Regions from separate parts of the Gasterosteus aculeatus genome. Here region 1 is linked to region 2. A link is a contact called in public Hi-C data. All regions are on one chromosome and are shown on one strand. The core of a region is the stretch at or near the end of the contact, and the rest is flanking DNA. Distances in the headings are between cores, read along the strand shown.

The links. Hi-C and Micro-C count contacts between places; a contact is called where the count stands out from the background.
Region 1: a Hi-C map of skeletal muscle shows a contact between it and region 2, with 2.4 times the contacts expected there. The contact joins the enhancer-like site here to the promoter of kmt2cb in region 2. A contact is called at or near these places in 2 of 6 Hi-C or Micro-C datasets (both in skeletal muscle).

Annotation. Positions count from the first base shown.
Region 1 is chr3:1,453,643-1,459,382 of fGasAcu3.hap1.1, forward strand. arhgap21b (Rho GTPase activating protein 21b) reads right to left here. Exons shown (of 24, transcript XM_078098611.1): 22 at 5,707-5,740; 23 at 3,555-3,586; 24 at 441-3,452. The coding sequence ends at 1,872. Among protein-coding and RNA genes, the nearest start is that of arhgap21b, 25 kb to the right of the region's middle. Within about 2 kb of position 2,164, at least 1 of the 9 cell types and tissues checked has open chromatin away from gene starts, as enhancers often do.
Region 2 is chr3:1,378,391-1,384,355 of fGasAcu3.hap1.1, forward strand. kmt2cb (lysine (K)-specific methyltransferase 2Cb) reads right to left here and starts at 3,344. Exons shown (of 58, transcript XM_078098607.1): 1 at 2,577-3,344.

The DNA of each region.
Region 1 (5,740 bases), core at 914-3,413, 74 kb after region 2:
ATACTATTAAATTGCAAAGCAAAGAAAATCCTGTATATTTCATTTGAATCTTTATTGTAACAATAACCAGGTTGAAAAACTCGATTGCAATGGTAGAAAAGTGTTTAAAAAACACATCACCAATGAGTTCGGCCCTTTTTGAGATCAACAAATTCAAGTGTAAACAGTTTTCACAAATAGATTTTATGAAAGCCAGAAACTAATATTCTAATATCCAGGCTGCAGAGGAAAATGAACGTAAATAGATTGAATCAGTCTCCCATTAGCATGAAGTGACTTTCCATTGTTTTATTATATCAAACTTAATCTGACCTTTTCGGACTGACCGACCGACAGGAAAGAAAACGCAGATCTTTACAAAGTAAATTAGTGTTAAAAAGCTACTTTGAAAGGTCCTTTCTTAAATATACTGATGGTGAACAAATAAACATGCAAAACAATTTTCCATCGACAAAATTTATTTCCAGTGTTTCAGGAGTCTGCGCACCCCCCCTAACAATCAGAGGAACACGGCATCGGTACAACGTTTCCTCACGCAGAACCTCTGTCCTCAGAGGAGTACCAACAGAACCCACACGGGCCTCACGGGGCCACACGGGGCCTCACGGGGCCACACAATACTGCACTTTCGTCTTTCAATCCGAGGGAACTGAAAAGTAAAGCAGCTAAAACATGGCATTCGTATATTTACATTTAAGTTACTTATTTTTTTTACAAGAAACATTTAAAATTCAAGTTCTGTTAAAATCAAAAAATGAAAAACAAAAGAAGAGAAGTATAAAACATGTTAAGACCGGAGTGGAATGCCTTAGGAATGGAAGCTCGGCATTTCGTTTGTAACCTCTAGAATGACTAAGACAATAAAAACGTCATTCACAGTAACATCTTCGTGTATCTCAACAAAGACAATATGGCACCCTTAACAATTCATTGAGAGGCACTTCCTATTGTGAAAAACATGATTTTCTGATTTGAATCCCCCCCGTCTTCTTTTCCTTCCTCTTGCGTCAGATGTGTGAAGCACGAGCACTTAAACCACGGCACAACCTCTGGAGGGATGTTGTTCGCTGCTCTTTGACCGCATCACTGGGATGAATAAGAACCTTTTTTTTCTGTTAATTGCATAAATCCAGTGTCTCCTTCGTCCCCGTTGTACCTTTGGAAAGGCCCCTCGCTCGTCGACTCCAGCTCAGCGGAAACGCAAGCGTCTAAAGCTCTCAGTCAGCGTCACAGCAAGCACGTCTGTACATTCTTCATTTGGTTACAGAGAGACTCGCCGACTTTAAACTAACTTTCTCTACACAAAAATAGTTCTTTGTTTTTTTACTACTTCCTATTCCTTCTAAGTCAGTTCATCCTTAAAGCCACTTCGCTAAACTTTGAAACAATCACGACTCAAAGTGTCACTCGCGCTCACTTCACAGGCTCATTGTTTGATGAGCGGCAGGTCCTCTGAATCTTCAGCACAGCAGGGATTCTGATCGGGGGGGGGGGGGGGGGGGGGGGGGGGCAGTGAGGGGGGGCACTCCTGCTGCGCCAAGTCATTTGTCATTAAAAAAAAGGAGAAATTAAAAAGGTATAAACACCATCTAGTTTCATGCCTTATAACATGAGCAAGCTCAACGAACCCTGTGTGCAGTACAACACACACACAAGTCACAGACCCACACAAGTCACACACACACTCCATACGGTTTTGTACGACATGCTCATTTGCTGACAGACATTAAACTGACAGACTCCCGGATACGACGAGGCAGAAAAAACACACTCAAGACTCCCAAGTACACACAGAACACACACACACACACACACACACACACACACACACACACACACACACACACACACACACGCGCGGCCGACGCCCCTCACAGGCACTGGTAGAAGCGCGAATTGACCACCTGGGAGTTAGTGAGCTTATGAGGGTGAGCGGTGGCCGAAAGGCTCAGATTTTTACCCTGGGGGGCGTCTCCGCTCAACACATCCGCCGAACGGCGGCGGAGTTCGGAGGAGGACGAGGCCCCGAGGCCGTGGCCGTGCGCGCCGCACTGCGCCCCCTGCTGTTCGGAGGGCTCCAGGCTCACCTCGGGGTTGCTGGTGCGGTGGCGCTCGCGGACGATCCAGTCCCGGATGGAGAAGTCCTGGGAGCTGCACTTGGGCTTCAGCTGGTCCACGGCCGACAGCTCCGAGCGGGAGGCCGAGCCGATGTGCTGCGACCAGTCCCCCAGGACCGACAGCTCGGCAAAGTCCCTCTGGCCGCCCATGGTGTGCCGGCGCCGGATGTTCTTCTTCTTGCCGCGGCCCTCCGGGGACCGGCTCCTCTGGCTGCCCACGCCGAACATGTCGTCCACGGAGGTCCGCAGGCGCACCTTCAGCCGGTCGGTGATCTTGAGCTTCCACGCGGGCTCCGCCTTGTCCAGTTCGCCGCGAGACGAGGAGCCGAGGCTGCCCGTGGAGACGCCCGCGGCGCAGCCCGACGCCCGCGACAGCCGCTTGGGATCCTTGTCGCACCAAGCCGCTGCGTCCAGGGACGACTCGCTGGCGGTTTTCTGCTGTGCCGCCTTCTTCCTGGAGAGGGTGTCGCCCTCGATGAGTCTGTAGGTGGGCAGCGGTCGAGGAGCCGCCGGCTCCGCTTTCCTCGCGGTGAACACGGACAGGTCGCTCTCGCTGTCCGTCTCCATGGGACGCCCCTCGCTGACCAGCTCGCTCCGCTCGTCGTCGGCGTCGTCGTCTCCGCCCCGGCTCTCCGCCACCGACTGCACTTCGGGACTGAGGGTGCCGAGTTCGGCTCCGGTCAGGAACGTCATGGAGGAGGTGGTGGAGTAGTCGGAGGTGATGGAGCAGACCTCCGCTCCCGGCCCGCCGGGGCAGGCTTCCGGAGCCGCCGCTGCCGCTGCCGCCGCCGCCGCCTTTTCCCGCCTCGCTTCCGGCACCGACGCCTGGGAGCTGGTGCTGTTCATGGTGCCGAGGTCGGACACCGTGTCGTCGTAGGCGGACGGCGGGTCCGACGGAGAGTACTGGTGCGCCATCGGCAGGCGGTAGCCGAGGTCCGGGGAGCGGGCGGGCGAGGCGTCGGGGGAGCCCCGCCCAGGGGGGGAGGAGAGCTGCTCTGGGGGCCGGCAGGGGGACGGCTGCGATATCATGCTGCAGGAGAGAGACTCTTTCCTCTTGGGTTTGTCGGGCAGCTTCTCCGAGCCGAGCCGGTGCTTGACTTTCTCGGCGGTTTTGTCCGTGTGCCCCTCGCTCCGGGTCCGGTGGTCCGGGGACCACGCGGGCCGCGGCTGGCTCTCCTCGGCGAGCTCCTTCTTGGGGAAGACGGCGTCCAGGTCGTCGTCCGAGCTGCTCGGGTGAGCTTTGTCTTTGGGCTTCTTACGTTTGCGGCTGGCGAAGAAGGAGGAGCGCAGCATCTCTTTGCTACACTGATCCTTCCCTGATCCCCACAAGCCCTGCTGATGAAAGAACCAGGACTCATCAAAAACAAGGCGCGGGAATATCACAAATGAAAAGGAAAAGAGAGTGACGGCTTGAATCAAATAAGAGGAAGACATTACCTTTGATTTGGAGGAGTCACTACATGCTGAATCTGTATCAAAGAGAAGAGAGAATTAGAGAAAAGTCTGCCGACCCCCTGACCCGCTAAAAACAGTCAACAAGATAAAGGAAGACAAAGGGTTGAATGTTGGCTTAGGGAGGACGCCATGGACACGATGAGGACAGTGACAGCAGCTGGATGAAAGCAGACAGGTTTTTCAGCTCAGAGAGACGGGAGGACGGGTGACCAGTGGAGGAAAGCAGCGGAAGAGGCCTGAGATGAAGGGTGAGGGCGGAGAGTGGAGACCCAGCGGAAAGAACCAAGACACGAAAAGCAGCTCATGCTCGTGTGTCGATGGAGCGGCGGCACATCACGGACAAAACGCCAGCCACGGAGCGGCGCACGGAGCCGCCGACCAGCTGTGGGCATTCTTTCCCCAACCCGAGACACACCACAGACTGGGGGAGGGGGGTGGGGGGGAGTCGCCTCTGACTTAAGGGGGCCTGAGCGGAGCTGATCAGTGGGTGTATGTCGTGGTCGCTAAAGAGAAAGGCGCTCTCGCTCCGAGCTGGACTACCTCCCGCGGCGCCCTCTGAACGGGGTCGACAACAAACAAAAAGGCAAATCAAACAGAGTTCACAAAACTTTGTCTCCCTTTGCCAAAACGAGGAAAACAAACTGCTAACGAGGGTTAGCACCACTGCTGCTATCCCCCCTTTTCAGACGGAGAGGGTGGGTCCAAAGCGTGTGCGTCATCGCTGTGGGGGGGTCGTGCTGGTGATTAATGGAGGTGCTATGCATTCTGATTCAGCAGTGGGAGATGAGCGCGTATGAGGCAATATTCGTCTGCGGTGGCACGGAGACAAAGATTTTGAAATAAGTACATCGAAAAGGAAAAACACAAAAACTACTGGAAGCTATAACCACATGTGCATGCTCGGAGACCCGTCCACTGCTAATGCCTGCGTGTGTGCCTCTGCGTCAACAGGTCCCTGCTTCTTCATGTGCCGTATGTGTGGGTTTGCTTTGCGTGTAAACACGTGTGTGCAGGGGAACATCCAGCTCAGTCCCGCCGCTGCGACCCCGCCCGCAGACATCATGACACAGTGATGCCACATGGCCGGGAGGGGGCCGGAGGTTGACCGTACCATGCTACTTGTCCTTGCGGTCAGCTTTAGAGACAACAAGAGACAGCAGAAGGACTTTCAGACAAAGCACAGCAGCATCGCTCTGTATCCCCTCAATTTAGGGTATTGGTTTAAATATGAGACGTGCACACCACAGGAAAAATGACAAACATCGACTTCTCTTTCTTTCTTTTTTATCTCTTTTCCTCCTTTCGCCCCCATTTTTAATAGAGCTGCGGGTTTCTGCAGACTAGGCAGCTACACTGGGCACAACACTCGTCCTTCTTCCTACAGTCCCAGCTGTCCATCACTGACATAACAGAGTCCATCAGTGACATCATCGAGTGATAGACGCCGCCCACTTGGCCTGTGTCAAGATTGGGTAATGTGTGAGTGCTGGACAGGAATAAGGGAGAAAAACAACACACTGCACACAGAAGGGCAAAGGTCAGAAGGGTTAAAACTTGCTGCTTCTTTTGGTTCGTTAGATTTTATTGGGGAAAGAACATGCCAGGATTATGTGAGAGACGAGGAGGAGGGGAAGAAAAGAACCGAAAGAAAAGGAGTCGTCGTCTCAACACGGGTAAAGCACAGGGAGAAAAAAACAAAAGAAAAATAAAAAAAGACGTGGAAATAAAGAGTAAAGCAAAGGAAATGAACAAAAATAAAACTTGGGAGGACGGTTTTATCTCTTTGGGCAAAAAAGGAAAACTGCAAAACCAAACAATAAAAAAACTATATAACTTATATTAAAAAAAAACATGTATTTTTTTATTTTAATTACTGAAACAAATAAACAAATCCAACTTGTACAACTTATTTTTTACTCAAAGCATTGGAAATTATGGACAACAGGCATGATGTTCATTATCTAAAAAACTGATATACACATCTTAACATTTCATCTTGGAATGGATTTAATGCACACATATCTTAAACTCTGATCTACTGAAATAATAATAATGGAATATCGTGTTGCAGCCATGCTAACCTATGTTTACTGTGGTCACTGCTGCTCCTAAGGGATAACTCTCTCGGACTTACCTGAGACTTCGCCCGGTGAAGCTGTGGTCCGCCC
Region 2 (5,965 bases), core at 2,094-4,593:
AAAACCTAATATTAACCTCTGACCATTTCCCATGGATTTCTTCCTTTATGTCATTTAATTGCGGAAACCTTTGACTACACTGGAGGCGTGGACACCATACTTCCAAAAGATAGTTCTTTATTTGTCACTATAATGATGGCGTCCAACTGCGTTGAGATGAGGCACAAGCTTTTGATCCATAGAATTTTTGCCTGCACAGGTGTGTCTCACAGCATCACGCCTCTCTCAACCCGGCCACGCGGTAAGGCTTTTACTCAACGCAGTACAGCAAGTGGTATTTTTATTCACGAGAGAACAACAGCTGCATGAGAAATGATTGTAGCTTCACACAAGTTTTTGGGGTTTCTCTTCGGTCGTTGGGGCATTGTCAAAAATCTGCTTTTGTTTCCACAACAGTAAAGTACATTGACAGTTATGTCTGACTACAGCTGCTCCTGATGTTCTGCTTTGGCTACAGTGCACATTTCCAATACAGACATGGACGAAATTGGCTGGTAAGGGACATTTAAAAAGAGCAGATATTGTTCTTGGCGGACAGGCTAAGAGACTACTTAAGCATTCTTGTCGTGGTCAGTAATATCCAATGGGATGCTCATGTGTGTTTCTTCCTGCTGGAAAAGAAAGCAAGGGACTGTTTGTTGTGTTAAATGTTTGACTGTAGCACTGCATCACCGCTGTGTTTCAGCGAGTTTATTTTGCAGTTTCAAACTTTCGATCCCCTTCACAAAAACTTCCACAATCATCCCTTGGACTTTTCTAAACTCACCTGAAATTTCTAAGAAAAAAAAAGAAAAAAAGAGTGGTGTGTTCTGCAACACATTACAGCAAACATAGCATGTTTTCATATACAAATAATAATTTTCGAACGTTAGATGCGTCAATACACACAAACTAGTTGCTGGTTCGTTTTTCTGTAGCAAAATTCAATTCCCGGTGGACAACGGTCAACTTCTTTAGATTTAGTTTTAAGGAAAGCAGCGAAATGGTTTTAAACCATAGTGGGATTCATTGTACATGACCTTGTATTCTTTTGCATGGCAACTTATTTTTCTGCAATATGAATGCTGAGTGGCATTGAGCACATTTTGTTTTCCCCAACGGTCATTTATCATTACTGCTGTCGGTGTCTTGTCATGTGTCCGTTGGATTGAAAGGATCCTGCATGGCCTGCAATGATTTCAGAAATGAGAGAGGCAGCTCTCTATTCGGGCTGTTGAGAGATTGTGGACATCATACCACATTTCACTGCCGATCTGTGTTAATTCTCTCTTTCTCTTATGTCTGTATTGGCCTACAGGCTTTGAGGACAGATGGTGGTCCACTAACACCAAACTCCACGAGAAATATTACTCGCTGCAATGGCGAAAGTGTCAGAACAATTAACCATAAAACTACGAAATGTGAGCCTAAATCCTTAAGATGAGAAACGAGGGCTTAACATTGCACTGCTCGCCGCAACACTACCGGTGGTGATGCAACAGCAATTAGTTGGATAAGGACCATTTTATAACCAGATTGAATGGCAGAAAGTGACGAGAATAACGTTGATCCTTCGGAGCATCCGAGGTTGGGATCCGGTGCCTGCGAGTCAGTCACGACCACCACTATCGTCGCAATCGGGAGGCGTGCTAACGTTAGCTTTTGTCTAACTCAGCCCGGGCACAAAGCAGCGGCGCACAGCTAGCGATGCTAACCCGTTGTGTTGAACTCGGTCGCCTTTTTCCTTCGGCGACCACAGACGAAATTAAAACAATTGACGTCGTTTGAACGAGCCGAACGCAGGGAGAGGAACGACCCCGCGTTTCGTATACAACGGAGACGTGGAAACAACTGGCGTCGGGTCGCTGCGTGCGCGTTTGACGGACGTCAGTCAGAAAGACAACTTTGAAAGGAGAATTGGCGAGACGTTAGCAAACAGGTTACGCTGTGGTTGCGATTAGTTGGCCAACTCGTCGCACTAGCTTGTAACTAACGCCTTTGCCCCCCACCACCACCCCCAAAAAACACAGCAAACACCAACGCTCCAGCCTTTTGTTGTCCGGCGGCTAACGTTGGCTGGGGGGGGGGGGGGGGGGGTAAACTTAACGTGTAACGACCGGGCTGTCCGTTGGCCAACTTACAACCGGGTAACGTTCCTGTAACGATGGTCGTTGGTGACCGACACACAAACACAAAGGCTCGGTCTATTTACTGGAACGGAACTGTTCGGGGGGGTGGGGGGGGACTACAATGCCACACAAAAAGTGAAAATGATACGTTATACAATGACGTAAGCTTCGTTTTTCTGCTTTTTTGGCGTTAGCTGACGCTAGATGGGTGCGAAATGTCGACGGCGCGTGTTGTGTTGAACGGGAAACATTTGCGGTTTCCCGTGTGTTCCTGAATATCACCCGTGAATCGCCCCCCTGAATGTTCCGTTCCGTTGAATAGCCTGAGTCATGAAAGCCAAGGCGGCGACAAACCCCCAACCTCAGACTGGAGGTTGATCATGTTGCCTCAGCTTTACTTCGCAAGCTGAAAGCAAAACAGATCTTGCTTACATACAACAAATAAGTAAATATCCCATTGCGGCTTACCTTCCAGCCCTATGAATAGCGAATTATCCTCTTCATATCCAAAATACTGGGGATGAAACGTCGCACTTTTATCAGCCAACTAGCTAGCAAGCTAATGGAGTTAGCTAGCCTCTCCAATGAAGCAACACCGCAGTTCTCAAAAATGCATCACGCATATCATTATATTCCAACGTTGTAATGTTATTCCCAACTTTGCCCATTTGATGGGAAGGCAGATGATGTAAATCCAACAGAAAACCGCTTCAGTTGCACACGCATTTGCGGGGATCACTTTCCTTTCTCCAATGACAGCTGTCGTCGCACGAGTTCGGGTTATAGAGCTAACGTTAGTTGCTGTTAGCCACCCGAGTCTACCTCCAACAAATATAATTTTTTTTACCATAAAACGTATAAACAACTCAGCGCCAAAATCCAAGCGGCTGCAAAAGTCAACAGCCTGCAAATTAAAGTCTAGATTAGAATCCTCGGCGAGCACACAGCGACGCGCAGAGCGACCGTCGGGTGCCGACCGCTTGGTTGGCAACTGGTTCTATTTTCTTCAGCATCGACAAACTGCGGGACCAAGCGGCCAGTTAGGAGACTCTCGCAGCCGGCCTGCCACGCAGTAACCGCCTCCAAAGACATGTAAAAACTAACATTAGCTTGCCGACAATAACATGTCGCCTTCCACGGTGGCCGAGCTGCAAAATTACTGTTTAATCTCACTAAATTAAGTTAAAGATTACGCTTCGATGTACTCTATAACGGTGGCCATATCTAATGATAAGTGAGACCGAAGCACAACCCCTCTAGGCTCCTCGAAAAGTAGATCCGCCTCCCCCCTACCACAACTGCGGCGTACACATCTTTCCGGGTCCGTCTGCGCCGTCGAAAAATTGGTGATTTGCGAGCGCGGACAACGTTTGGTGACATCAATATGATTATGTGATACAAATACTACGCAAAACGTTTGACAATTTCTTCAAAATACTCTCTGACCCTGCGGAGGGATATGGGCATTCAGTAAATAAAATAATGGCCGGGGAGGGCGGAAAACATGGAGTCCGGGATCCAGCCGGGATGGAGGGGGATCGTCAACCATCGGTGCTCCGGCTCATGCAATTCGTCGTCAACAACAACAGCAGCAGCTGTAGTGGCTCAAATAGTCACCAGGCTTCTCCAGAGCAGGGCCGAAACACACAGGGGCGGATTAACTATACTATGTGAATGAGCTGGTTGATGGCCCGTCCAGCTAGCACCCATTCAGGGAAGACCCTGAGCAAATGGGTCCCCGAGCTACACACGACGCCGATAGACCTGCTTTCCTTCTGTGTCACAGGCACACAGACACACAAACGCTAAATCCTAATGCATGCATTGCATTAGGCGTCTAGTACAGGTAACCTGCTAATAGGCAGACGTACTGTGCACGCAGGGGTTAAATGACAGAAAAGCCCCAGGGGTTGGCTTCCAGCAGCTACACATAAGTAAAAGAGCCAGTGGGTGAAACGAATGTACGTGCATTTTGTTTTTTTAGGGCGCTTTTAGCTTCAACTTAGTCCTTTCGAGTGAACCCTTCAGAAAATGATCTGGGAAAAAACAAAGCTCTTTTCCTTTAAAAGGTAAACCCTGGCATCTCTTTCCCAGACCACGAGCGCCCCCTGCTGGTTCATATAAACACAAGTCACACAACAGCGTTTGCGTTTGTTATTGTTTTTTTAAATTAATAGTTAATTAATTAAAGACAATTCAAACAAACAAGTAGAAATATAGCGACGACTTATATAAGGGAGATATGAATAACTCATATAGTAAAATATTCCACAAATGCCAGAGGTCACTAGGCACTATCTCACTTTCATGCCAAGACCATCTGTGGTTGAAAAGAAAAACAGTTGAAAATATGGTTTGTATATGGAATTAAGTCTTTTAGTAAGCGTATACAAGTTGATTCTAGTTCTACAGGTCTTACTTACAGCATAATCATTCATATGAGGTATATTTTTCCTGGAAATTGAAAAAAGAGAATAAGGGAAACTCTTATCTATCAACATGTTTTACCTTGAGAAAAGATAGAAATCCTCACATGCAGTTTAAAAGGAATACACACATAAACAATGTATAAGGTGTTTGTCTGTCTTACAGTTAGCAGCGTGGAGCTTTGGACGCTGGGTTGGGAAATGTGTCTTTTAATTTCGGTTGTTTTGCTTCAAAATGTCTTGGCTTATTCACATAAAATGGCAGTGTCATTCTTCAAAACATTCATTAGTCATTTTTCTATTAGACTAATTATAACTATTCAGACTTTACAGATGTGACTAAGTCACCCAGCGCTGTTGAATTAATCTCTAAGCATGTTTTTATTTTTTTCAAGAATTTCCCATTTTGTATTTGCTTGTGTCCCCTTAGATAGCAGTTGTTCAGAAAGCGTATATATATATGCCTCATATAATATATATATATATTTGAATAATACATGTTTTGTTTGGACACAAAATATCCCTTATGATCTACAATTTAAGATTCAATTGAATCGAATTTGATTCAGAAACACAAGGAAATGAAGAAGACTTCGGAAACAATATCAAAAACGGTTTCTAGTTGAGAAAAGCACTTCTCTTATATTACATCCAGAGGGCAGCATGGCTCTATTTTCTCACTGTCTGCTCTGTTCACCATGCCGCTCATATAATATCTCCTTCCCCATTGTTTAGCCAGTTGTTTAGCCAGTTGTTCAGGTGATGAGCAGTACAATTGAGCTGATTGCAACAGAAACTCACAAGTTCTGCATTTATCGAATTATGTGGATGGATCTAGCGGTAAAAGGAAAATCCATCGACGCTCACATTTCTGAATGAGACTCGCCCCACCATTTCAATGCTTATTTAAATCTCTATGATGACAATTACAATAACACATGTTTATATAATTATCAGCAGACAAACGTGTTTTAATACAATTATTAATTCCAGCGAAAATAAAACCTAATTACATGCTGGGTAGTTAAATGCAAAAAGAGCTTTGTTCTGGTTGTAGAGCCTAATTGACGCCCTTTGGCTGTCGGTATTAAGGGCCAATTTTCAAGAGAATACAGAGGCAGTGTGACTAAGAGATGAAATAGGCTTTTTTTTCCGAGGCCATTAACTTACACTTTGCTGGCCATGCAAGCCATCATGTGGGGGTCGGGTCTCGAAATGCAATAGATGTGCTGCTTCCCACAAAATGACAGCCTTCCATTGATGCCGGCGGTTGTTTTCCGCGCGGTTATCTGAATTCAAGCTATATATGCATTTGGATAAGCAACATACACACCTGATGCAAGACGAACAAGGCTTTAGAGACAAACACTAACGTTGCTCAAGGTAAGAGTAAAGGCAGCTGCGCTGCGTTTGTAGGACAACAGGACAGAC